Regions from separate parts of the Mus musculus genome. Here regions 1 and 3 are each linked to region 2. A link is a contact called in public HiChIP or PLAC-seq and promoter capture Hi-C data. All regions are on one chromosome and are shown on one strand. The core of a region is the stretch at or near the end of the contact, and the rest is flanking DNA. Distances in the headings are between cores, read along the strand shown. Region 1 overlaps Epha6 (Eph receptor A6). Region 2 holds the start of Epha6 (Eph receptor A6). Region 3 overlaps Epha6 (Eph receptor A6).

Evidence for each region. Promoter capture Hi-C pulls out the DNA fragments that hold promoters and counts their contacts. HiChIP or PLAC-seq counts read pairs in DNA pulled down with a chosen protein or histone mark.
Region 1: a promoter capture Hi-C map of hippocampal neurons shows a contact between it and region 2, with 4 times the contacts expected there. The contact joins the enhancer-like site here to the promoter of Epha6 in region 2. A contact is called at or near these places in 2 of 39 promoter capture datasets (the C10 cell line and hippocampal neurons), 3 of 484 Hi-C or Micro-C datasets (cerebral cortex and cortical neurons), 1 of 115 datasets of contacts at active chromatin or transcription factors (forebrain) and 1 of 9 other capture datasets (pancreatic islet).
Region 3: a contact with region 2 is called in an H3K27ac HiChIP or PLAC-seq map of SST interneurons, with 5 times the contacts expected there. The contact joins the enhancer-like site here to the promoter of Epha6 in region 2. A contact is called at or near these places in 6 of 39 promoter capture datasets (the C10 cell line, hippocampal neurons, liver and 3 more), 3 of 115 datasets of contacts at active chromatin or transcription factors (SST interneurons, VIP interneurons and stem cell-derived neural progenitor cells) and 1 of 9 other capture datasets (liver).

Annotation. Positions count from the first base shown.
Region 1 is chr16:60,069,127-60,072,029 of GRCm38.p6, forward strand. All of the region lies in intron 5 of Epha6 (Eph receptor A6), which reads right to left. Among named protein-coding and RNA genes, the nearest start is that of Arl6, 430 kb to the left of the region's middle. Within about 2 kb of position 1,490, at least 5 of the 459 cell types and tissues checked have an H3K27ac peak or open chromatin away from gene starts, as enhancers often do. A contact at or near this core is called in hippocampal neurons, where this site is marked.
Region 2 is chr16:60,603,960-60,606,840 of GRCm38.p6, forward strand. Epha6 (Eph receptor A6) reads right to left here and starts at 1,572. Exons shown (of 18, transcript NM_007938.2): 1 at 905-1,572. The coding sequence starts at 1,289. It overlaps Gm9017 (a long non-coding RNA gene), which reads left to right and starts at 2,757. Exons shown (of 3, transcript XR_384917.4): 1 at 2,757-2,871.
Region 3 is chr16:59,847,409-59,850,399 of GRCm38.p6, forward strand. The region is part of intron 11 of Epha6 (Eph receptor A6); the gene reads right to left. Among named protein-coding and RNA genes, the nearest start is that of Arl6, 210 kb to the left of the region's middle. Within about 2 kb of position 1,588, at least 3 of the 459 cell types and tissues checked have an H3K27ac peak or open chromatin away from gene starts, as enhancers often do. A contact at or near this core is called in SST interneurons, where this site is marked.

The DNA of each region.
Region 1 (2,903 bases), core at 240-2,739, 530 kb before region 2:
CGGGCTTTTTAGAAGAGTTCGCATTTAAGAGACTTCCATTCATACACGAAATAAAATAGCAGCAATTACCATTTTCCCCCTTTAGATAGAAGAGACCAGCTTAAGACTGCTTTGATCACTTCAGAGGGAATTGATCTTGTACTTCTGAGCTCCTAAAGAATTCGCTCACTGTCCCTCTGACATCTAGAAATTGACCGCCATCATCCAACAATGTAGCTGCACACCCTCCTTTGCAGAATGTGCAAAAGTATATTGGGCTGTACTTCTAATTTCCTATGCTCCTTCTAGCACACTAAACCATCCTCTATACAGCATAACCTTGTAGATCCAGTTATCTTTACTCTCTACAGGTGAAGAATTGGTCTGGAAATCACTGACCCACAGTCACACATTATGTGAAAAGTAGACAGCACTCTAAAGTGATTAGTTAGAAATTTCACTTCAGCCTTAACAGTATCTTTAAAACCTTGGGATTCTCATGAGACCTGCTATGCTGCCACACAAATAGACTCAGTTACCTTTTACCTAAATGTTTCTTTTCATCTAAATCCTGTTCCAAGACTTAACTAAGGAGTGTCTCAGAAGATTTTGCTATAAATCCTTGGGGTCACCATATGAGAACTTTTCAAATAATTTACATGTTTTATGTATATGGTCATTTTACACAAGTAGAATTAATGTGAGTATTAACAATGGCAAAGATGGAAAATAAAAAAGTCTTTCTAAAATGCTGACATGTGATCTCAGTGTTAACAAAAATATGGAATGTATTACATTATAATTCAATTATATATTATTCAAATCCATTTAAGTCAGTCCCCATGTGTTTGACCATTATTTAATGATTTCATTTGAAAAATAAATATTTGATCAAACAGCAAGAGCAAACATAATTCTCAGTTAATTATTGCAAAACCATACCTTATATTTCAATGAAAGGTTTGGAAGGAGTATGGGGGAGGGTAGCAGCGCTGGTACTTATGATCAAGGCACAATGCATATGTAGAAAAATGACATAATGAATTACATGAATTTTTATGCCAACTAAATATTCAGTAAATAGTAATAAAGAAAGAGAATTGTCCCCAGGATCATTTTTTTTTATCTAGTTCTAAAACTTCACCCAGTCCCATTTCTTTCACATCTACAAACTAATCTTATTTCCTTTAGGGACCCCCATGGTCAATAAAAGTTGAGTGGGCAGAAGTCTGCTCTATTCCACAGGCAGTGTAGGGCACGAGAACTTTCTCTAAGTTTCCATATATTGTTTTTCAAATAATCTAGTTAAAAAACAATAAGCCAGCATTATTGTGTTTTTATGTCATTGTTTTGGGCAATCAGAAGCTACGGGTATCTGCATGTATGTACAGTGTGACTTGAGTAGAGTTCCAAGATGTACAAAGGTTTAAAGAAGGAAGGTATATTCATGCTGCTTTTCACCAGAAGGGGTGCTGAGTGGTTTAGGAATGTGGAAGTATTCCTGCCGAATCACTAGCGACAGAACTGCACAGTTTTTCTTATTCTTTCACTTAAGAGATCGCGTAAGTTGGCCAGCATTGCTTCTGTCTTGAGCAGTAAGGGAAGAACTCGTAGACTTTGCTTAGCACAAGCCAGGTGCTTCTGCTGCTGCCTTGAAACATTCATGGCTTCCCGAGGACAGGGGTGATTTTGCTCTCATCCCTGATCAATTAGCAGAGTAAGTTACAGACAAGGAACAACACCTGGCTGAGCCCTGAGTTTCCTTCTCATTTTCTCCAGCTAGTAATTGTGGCGTAAAAAGCACGACTCATGTGGAGAGGCGGTTTTCCCACATTGGCTGCTAGCTCATCCAGGACATATGCTATACTTTCTTCCACAGAATTCTGTGATGGCTTTGTTAACAGACCAAATGGTATCACTTCTTACTGATTAAGGAAATTAAAGAATAGTAGAGTCTTTAAAAAAACTGTATTCTGACTATCATCCACAATGTATAGTATCATAACTCTGCAAGATTTAATGATGCTCCATTTAAAATGTGACATGCTGTGTATACTATACAATCTGAATGACATTTCTAATTTCTAGGTGGAAATTATCACTTGGTTTAAACTCAATTTAAGGGTTTTTTTTTTTTTTTTTGGTCTAAATTCACAGGATGAGTTTATAGGAGCAAAAAAATATTGGTTATTTGAGAATTAACATATTACTTGTACAGTATGAATGCAAATGTAAAAACTTAATATTAATTTTTAAAACATTATACCTTAAAAGAAAGATTACACCCTTCTGGTTTCAATCTGAGCTCTGGAGCTGACCCTATGCCACAGCTCTCTGTACCCAGATCCTGCCTGGAGAGAGCAGGTCTCCCAGGAGGGCTGACACATCTGAGAGCACAGCTCTCCATACCTAGATCTTGTCAGGAGAGAGCTGGTCTCCCAATAGTGCTGACACACCTGAGAACACAGGTGAGAACACCATTTATGCTCAAATTCCTGGCCCAAGAGGGACTTGCCCAGAGCCATCAGGACACAGGAACCAAGGAACAGCCAGGGACAGGACCCTTTCAGATTCTATCTGTGCCCGGGAGCTGACCCTGTGCCACAGCTCTCCATACCCAAATTCTTCCCAGAGAGAACTGGTCTCCCAGGAGTGCTGATACACAGGCTTACAGGAAGAACAAGCCACAGTCAGAGACAATAAGACCACATAACACCAGAGATAACCAGATGTTGAAAGGCAAGCACAAGAAAATAAGCAACAGAAACCAAGGCTACTGGGCATCATTAGAACCCAGTTCTCCCACCACAGCAAGTCCTGGATACCCTAACACACCGAAAAAGCAAGACTCTCATTAAAATCACTTCTCATGATGATGATAGAGGACTTTAAGAAGGACATAAATAACTCCCTTAAAGAAATAC
Region 2 (2,881 bases), core at 322-2,821:
TTGCTAACAGGTGACATATTGGTGATCCTACCGTATCAGTGAGAGCATCCAGCCAGGTACCTGCTGGAAAACTTTTATGGCTGTTTGATACCTAGTGTAAAATCAATCAAGAACATGCAGGTAATGTTTTCTATATCTTTAAACATGCATAGCAGGGATCAAAATAGATACATCTCATGGAAGACTGAGTGGAAGTAAAGAAAATATTCAAATATTTTACATGCTTCTCATCATTTTTTTCCCTCACACAATGTTTGCCTTCCTCTTTCCACTATCCACTGATAAAGTCCTCTAAAAATTGGACAGCAACTAGACTTTATGAATCGATTATTCATAACTTGGAATTTCAGATTTAACACTTGTTTGCCCAGTTCTTTCAGAAGAGAGAAGCACTAACAGCGATCCGTGAGCATCTGTTCTATGGATATTTTCACGAAGTAAATGGTAGAGTTCAGAAACTAAGATAGGGTAAGGTCGACCCATAGTTACTGGAGGAAAACAGGCTGATCATTGGTTACAGGTGTATAGAAAAAAGTCATGACCTTTTTTTTGTAATCTGCTGTGGAAGAGAATCCACACGTTGCCATTTAGTGAAAGATCTCCATGAAGCAGTTAGGTCTGTGCCATGAAGCTTGACCTCCAGTGGAGACTGCGCAAGTGGGAGCAATCAGGCAACTGCCAGGAAGGAACCCAAGTGCTGAGGATGTCTGAGCTTCAGAAAGAATTCAAGAGACTGAAGAGATCAAAGCCCCAGGGGCCCGCTGGACCCGGGTGGTCTAATCAGGGCTCCCTGGAACTCAGAGTGTGGCAAGTCCAGAGGAGCTGACCCAGGGACAAAGTTACCTGCAGTAGTGGACAAGTGTACTCGGGGCACCCTCCTCCAACCCTTCTGTTTGTCCCTTACCTTGGTTGGAGACGTGACTGCAGTCGCCGGTCCAAGCCGTTAGCAGGGGCAAGAAGAAACCAAATTGCAAAAGAAATTCCCGGACTTCGCAGCCCCCCATGGCTCTGGTTGGTTCTCTTCTCCTCCTTAAAAAGAAGTGGCAGCAGCGCAGCCAGGTGTTCCTAGTAGCGTGGGGGTCCTGAACCAAGCTCTCTTCTTCTTCCTCCTCCTCCTCTTCCTCCTCCACCCGGTCCGCAGGGGAAGTCCCGGGGCGCCCCCCGCGCGAGGCCCGGTGCGCAGGGCACGAGGGTCCAGGCTGCCCAGGTGCTGGAGCAGCTGCTTGCGGGGACGATGCTGCCTGCGCCGCCGGGGAGCTCCTGGCGGCTGGAGGCGAGGGGAATTGCATCCACCACCGTGTCCCGCTCGAGCGAGGACTATTCACTTGGGCCCAGGAGAGCGCGCGCGCAAGAGCGAGCTCAGGCTCTAGTTTGGGGGAGGGGATGGTGGACGGGGGAGGGTGGCTCTAGGCCGGTACTGGGGATGGGTAGGGACGTTTGGACGGGTAGTGAAGGTGCAGTTCTGGGGACCCAAGTGCTCTCTGCATCCAAGTGGGCACTTACAGACCCCAGAGCAGAGGAGGCACAGCAGATAGTAAGGGTAGTCTGGGCATCCAGAACTTTCATGTGTCTGGTGTCTGGGAAACCCAGCGACTGAGGCTCAGCGGGATCTCAAGTGGTCCCTGGGAGGGGCGGACTGAGCACTCAGCCTCTTGACTGAGTAGCCTGGGCTGAGTGTCGCCTCGTGACCACCGACTCGGCGGCATCTGCGCCGCCCCCCTCGGCCGTAGCAGCTGTTTATTGGGTATCACGGAAGCTACCTTAGTCCCCCAAGCACTTGCGTCCCCCCTCCCCCATGTAACGATGTGCTCTCAGCTCTGGACACCACCTTTCCCTTGGAGACATTTCTGCTACCAGAAAGGGTGAGGGTTGCAGGTCAGCGCTCCTGGCCCCGGGGCACAGCTTGGCGAAGGTAGTGGTCAGCCCTGACGTGTCTGAGTGCTAGCCTCCCAAACTTGGCCACCGAGGTTTGTGGCCACCTCTCCCGTTCTGAGTCCTTGGAAAGCATAGGGAGAGAAGAGGCTACAGAGAGGAGTCACTGAGCGCTGGAAGTCTACTGGTGCCTGGCGCCTTGGCTTCCCCAAGTCTTAGCATTCCGCATAAGGTGGTGACTTCGCCATGGAGGTCATTAGCATCTTCATAGCAGCTTTGGTGCGGGGCTTCCAGGGGCCTGGATAAGTCTGCCTTTCCGCGGTGGCGTCGGGCTAGAAGCTGGGAGCAGCCCAAGGTCTGAGCAGTGCGTGGTCAAGTCCAAGGCAGCCCGCGGGGGCCGGTGCGCTCTCCTTGCTCCGGATGCCCCTTCTCAATACCCTGTCTCCCAGGTCCGGGCTCTCCTAAGCCGGTTCACTGGCTACTTACTTGGTGGGACCCCGCCCTGGGCCGAGGCACGGGACTAGCTGATGGGAAGTGGTGTTGCCACCTGCAGTCTCCAAGCTGTCGCCCTGCTGCCGGCCGAGAGGGGTGCGTGGAGGGCAGGGCCCTAGAGCTCTGCTGAGCTCGGTGGAGCCGAGCGATCTCCCGTCTGACAGCAGCTGTGGCTCGGGTGCAGCCAATTCGGCGCTAGAGGGGGTTAGTAGACAACAAAAATTCCTCCACTGCTCGCAGGTGGAAGAGCAGGCTAAACCTGCGGAAAAAGCTGAAGGATGCTTTCAGGTTAAACTTACAATGTTTGTTAAGGCGCTTATCACTGGCGTTGGATTTTCTGTAGTGTATTTGTTAACATTATTATCGTTTTCTTTATTGAAGAGGAGCAGATTATCAAGCCTGAGTAAGGCTTTTTTTTCTTTTTCTTTTTCTTTCTTCAATAGCACTAGGAAGGGTTTTTGATGACGCTGGAGAAAAGTGAAGCGAATTTCAGAGGATAATTTTCAGGTGGGTGGAG
Region 3 (2,991 bases), core at 338-2,837, 760 kb before region 2:
GTCAGAGTAGGGGTGTCTCTGACTCTTTTGACTGCGCTTGGGACCCTTTACTTCCCACAAGGTTACTTCATTCAGCCTTGATGTAACTCACAGTCTGTGCTTCGTCTTACTTCATCTATGCTGTTTGGTTGACATCTCTGGAAGGCATTCTATTTTTCTGAAAATGGAGAAGCTGTGGATTTGGGGGAGACTGGGAAGGAAGAGGGGCTGAGAGTATTGGAAGGAGGGGAAGGTCAGTTGGGATGTATTGTATGAGAGAAGAATCAATAAAAAAATTTAAATTATTAAAAATGATAAGTGAATTTAACTAAGCTTCCAAAGTCAAAGTCATCTAAAATATAAATTGTATAGGATATACAGTTACAAACAATAAACAAAGATATGGAAAAAGCAAACAACAAAAAATTTCTCCTTTGGTTGATACACTGACCTATTTGTATATTCAGCAAACATCAAAGCATAAATTCTGATATTGACTTCTAATTAAATGAGAAAAATATTTTTGTGACCTTGTTACTTTCAAAAAATGGTTCTAATCTAAGCCACAGTTACACTCAAAAAATTTGCTCTATTTTATAAATTCAGATACATGGAAATATTTTTGCAGTTAAAAGTTAGCATGTTTTCTCTATAGTTGTACACCTAGCCTCAATACAGATTCTTCAAAATATTATAAAATTACAAATCAAGGTGATGTTATTTTGCTCTTGACTTTCTAATCCTCCAAGTCACAGAAGTATAACTTTTAGATGCATCTCATCTTGTTAATTTTTAATAACTCATAATCCAGTATTGGAGCAAAAAGAACATGGGTATCATTTCAGTTATTTCTTCAGTGACTTTAAAATAAATTTTCATCTTTCCTCAGTTACCTTTAAAGGATATAATAACAACTGACTGTTACAATTTGTTTAATTTTTGCACCAATAAAGAGAATTAAAAGACATTGAAGATGTTTAAAATCCTTCTTGAAAAAGTGTAATATATATTATATATATTATACATACATACATATACATACATACATACATACATATATATTTTAAGAAAACATTTAAATGGCATAGTGTTCGTAATGGTAAGGTGATTCAATTGGGTCAGACTAACTTACCATGCTTCCTCTATGCTGAAAAAAAATCTGTTTACTTAAGTTTTTGCTCCACTTGCTGATTTGAATGATTTTTGGGGTTCCTGTCCAGTGGTTGTACTTATGTTTGCACTTAGTGGGTCACATGCCCTGAGTAAATAAATACTCATAGGTATATGAAGCTGAGTAACAAAATTTGCTATGTCCAAAGCCAGTGATGATGAACACACATTTTTTTTTAAATGAAGCATATTGGAAATACTTATGTGCACAGAAAGTATTCAGTGAGGACAGGGTAAATCCTTTTCTCTTTTACCTTCTCCTTCTGACTCTCAGGACCCAAAGCTCCCATTCTGTTCTCCTCACTCCTTTCCAAGCCCCTTCTCTGGAAGGCCTCTCTGGCTTTGGCAGGCATCCCTTCCTTTGTTAGAGCGTGCTTCAGCACATCTGGCAAGGATGCGCTCTATTCAAGCCTCTGTGCCTTCTTAATCTTAAATACTGTAACAGAGACACAACATCACCATAGATACAGCGTTTATTTTTCAGTCTTTTGGTGCCAATCTCAGATGCCTTTAGGACTTTGCCAGGTGCAGTAGATAAGTAAATCAGCTTTTGACAAAGGCATTTAGATGAACTGAGGGTAAAAGTTCTTACTAAAAATGAATCCCAATGTTTAGAAAATGTTTCAATAACCAAATGGCACACATATCCTGGATGATTACAGTCTAAGGCTGGTTCCTGGTGGCTGGTAGGTGACTCTGGCTTAAACATTTGTCTCCCTCACTGGACTGGACTGTGATCTCTGAATAATAGGGCAAAGGGACTGAAGAGGTGGCTCAGAGGTTAAGAAAGCATACTGTTCTTGCAGAGTCCCCATGTTTGGTTCTCAGCACACACAGTTCATAACCAACTGCAGCTCAATTTCTAGAGTGTCCAATGCCCTCAGGTCTCTGAGAGCTCACGCAAACCTGAGGTACACAGGGTCACTCAGGCACACAGACACACAAATAAAAGTGAATACATTTCTAAACAAGGACACAGATGAGTGGGTCATACAGGTCATGTTGTCTTCCATACAACCCATCTTCAGAGCCTGCTCAATGTAATGTTTATCAAGCTGCATTAAAATCATCTTTGTATAAATAGTCCAAAGGCAGTTTGACTTTGTGGAAACAAAAGAGTGACTTTTCTCTGTGTTAGAGTTTTGAGGACTATGTATGTTTTAATAATGTACATAGCCCCCCAAATATGTGTAATTATCAGAAATTAATAAGGCTTATGCTTTTCTACTTTAAATGTTCATGGAAAGCTAGTGTTAAGGACCTAGGGAGAGACTTTGGTTCTAAAATTTGCAAAGGTCTAAGAAGCAATCTGAGAAGTAATGGCAAGATGAATGGATCTGGAAAGTATGTTCTCCCATGATGCCTTTGCCAACATATTCCTACCCAGCTGTTGCTTCCTGGGCTCACAGGATGTTTTTGCTTTTGTTTTTTTCTTTTGTGAAAATAAAGTAATTTTTTATTTGCTCTCTTAGAATAAGAAAGGTGGGCCATGATACTTAAAATGCAAAGTTTTATCACTCTTGAAAACCCATCTTGATGGCCCAGTGACATTTTATTAATTAATTTTACACCCTGACCACAGTTTCCCCTTCCTCCTCTCCTCTCATCCCCCAACCCCACCTCTCCTCCTGCAGTTTTGATCTACATGTCCTTAAAAAAAAGTGCTTGTGTATCTCAGGTGCCAAGGAGATGTTAAACAGAATTTACCAATACGTAGGGAGTGGACCTAGAGCTCTTTAGCATGGTAGCCAAAGTGTGCTTTGCTTTAATATTTATGAACTGTGGGTTTATCTTCCACTTTATTACCACAGGGCTTACAAATTTAGCACAGTATATAAGAGT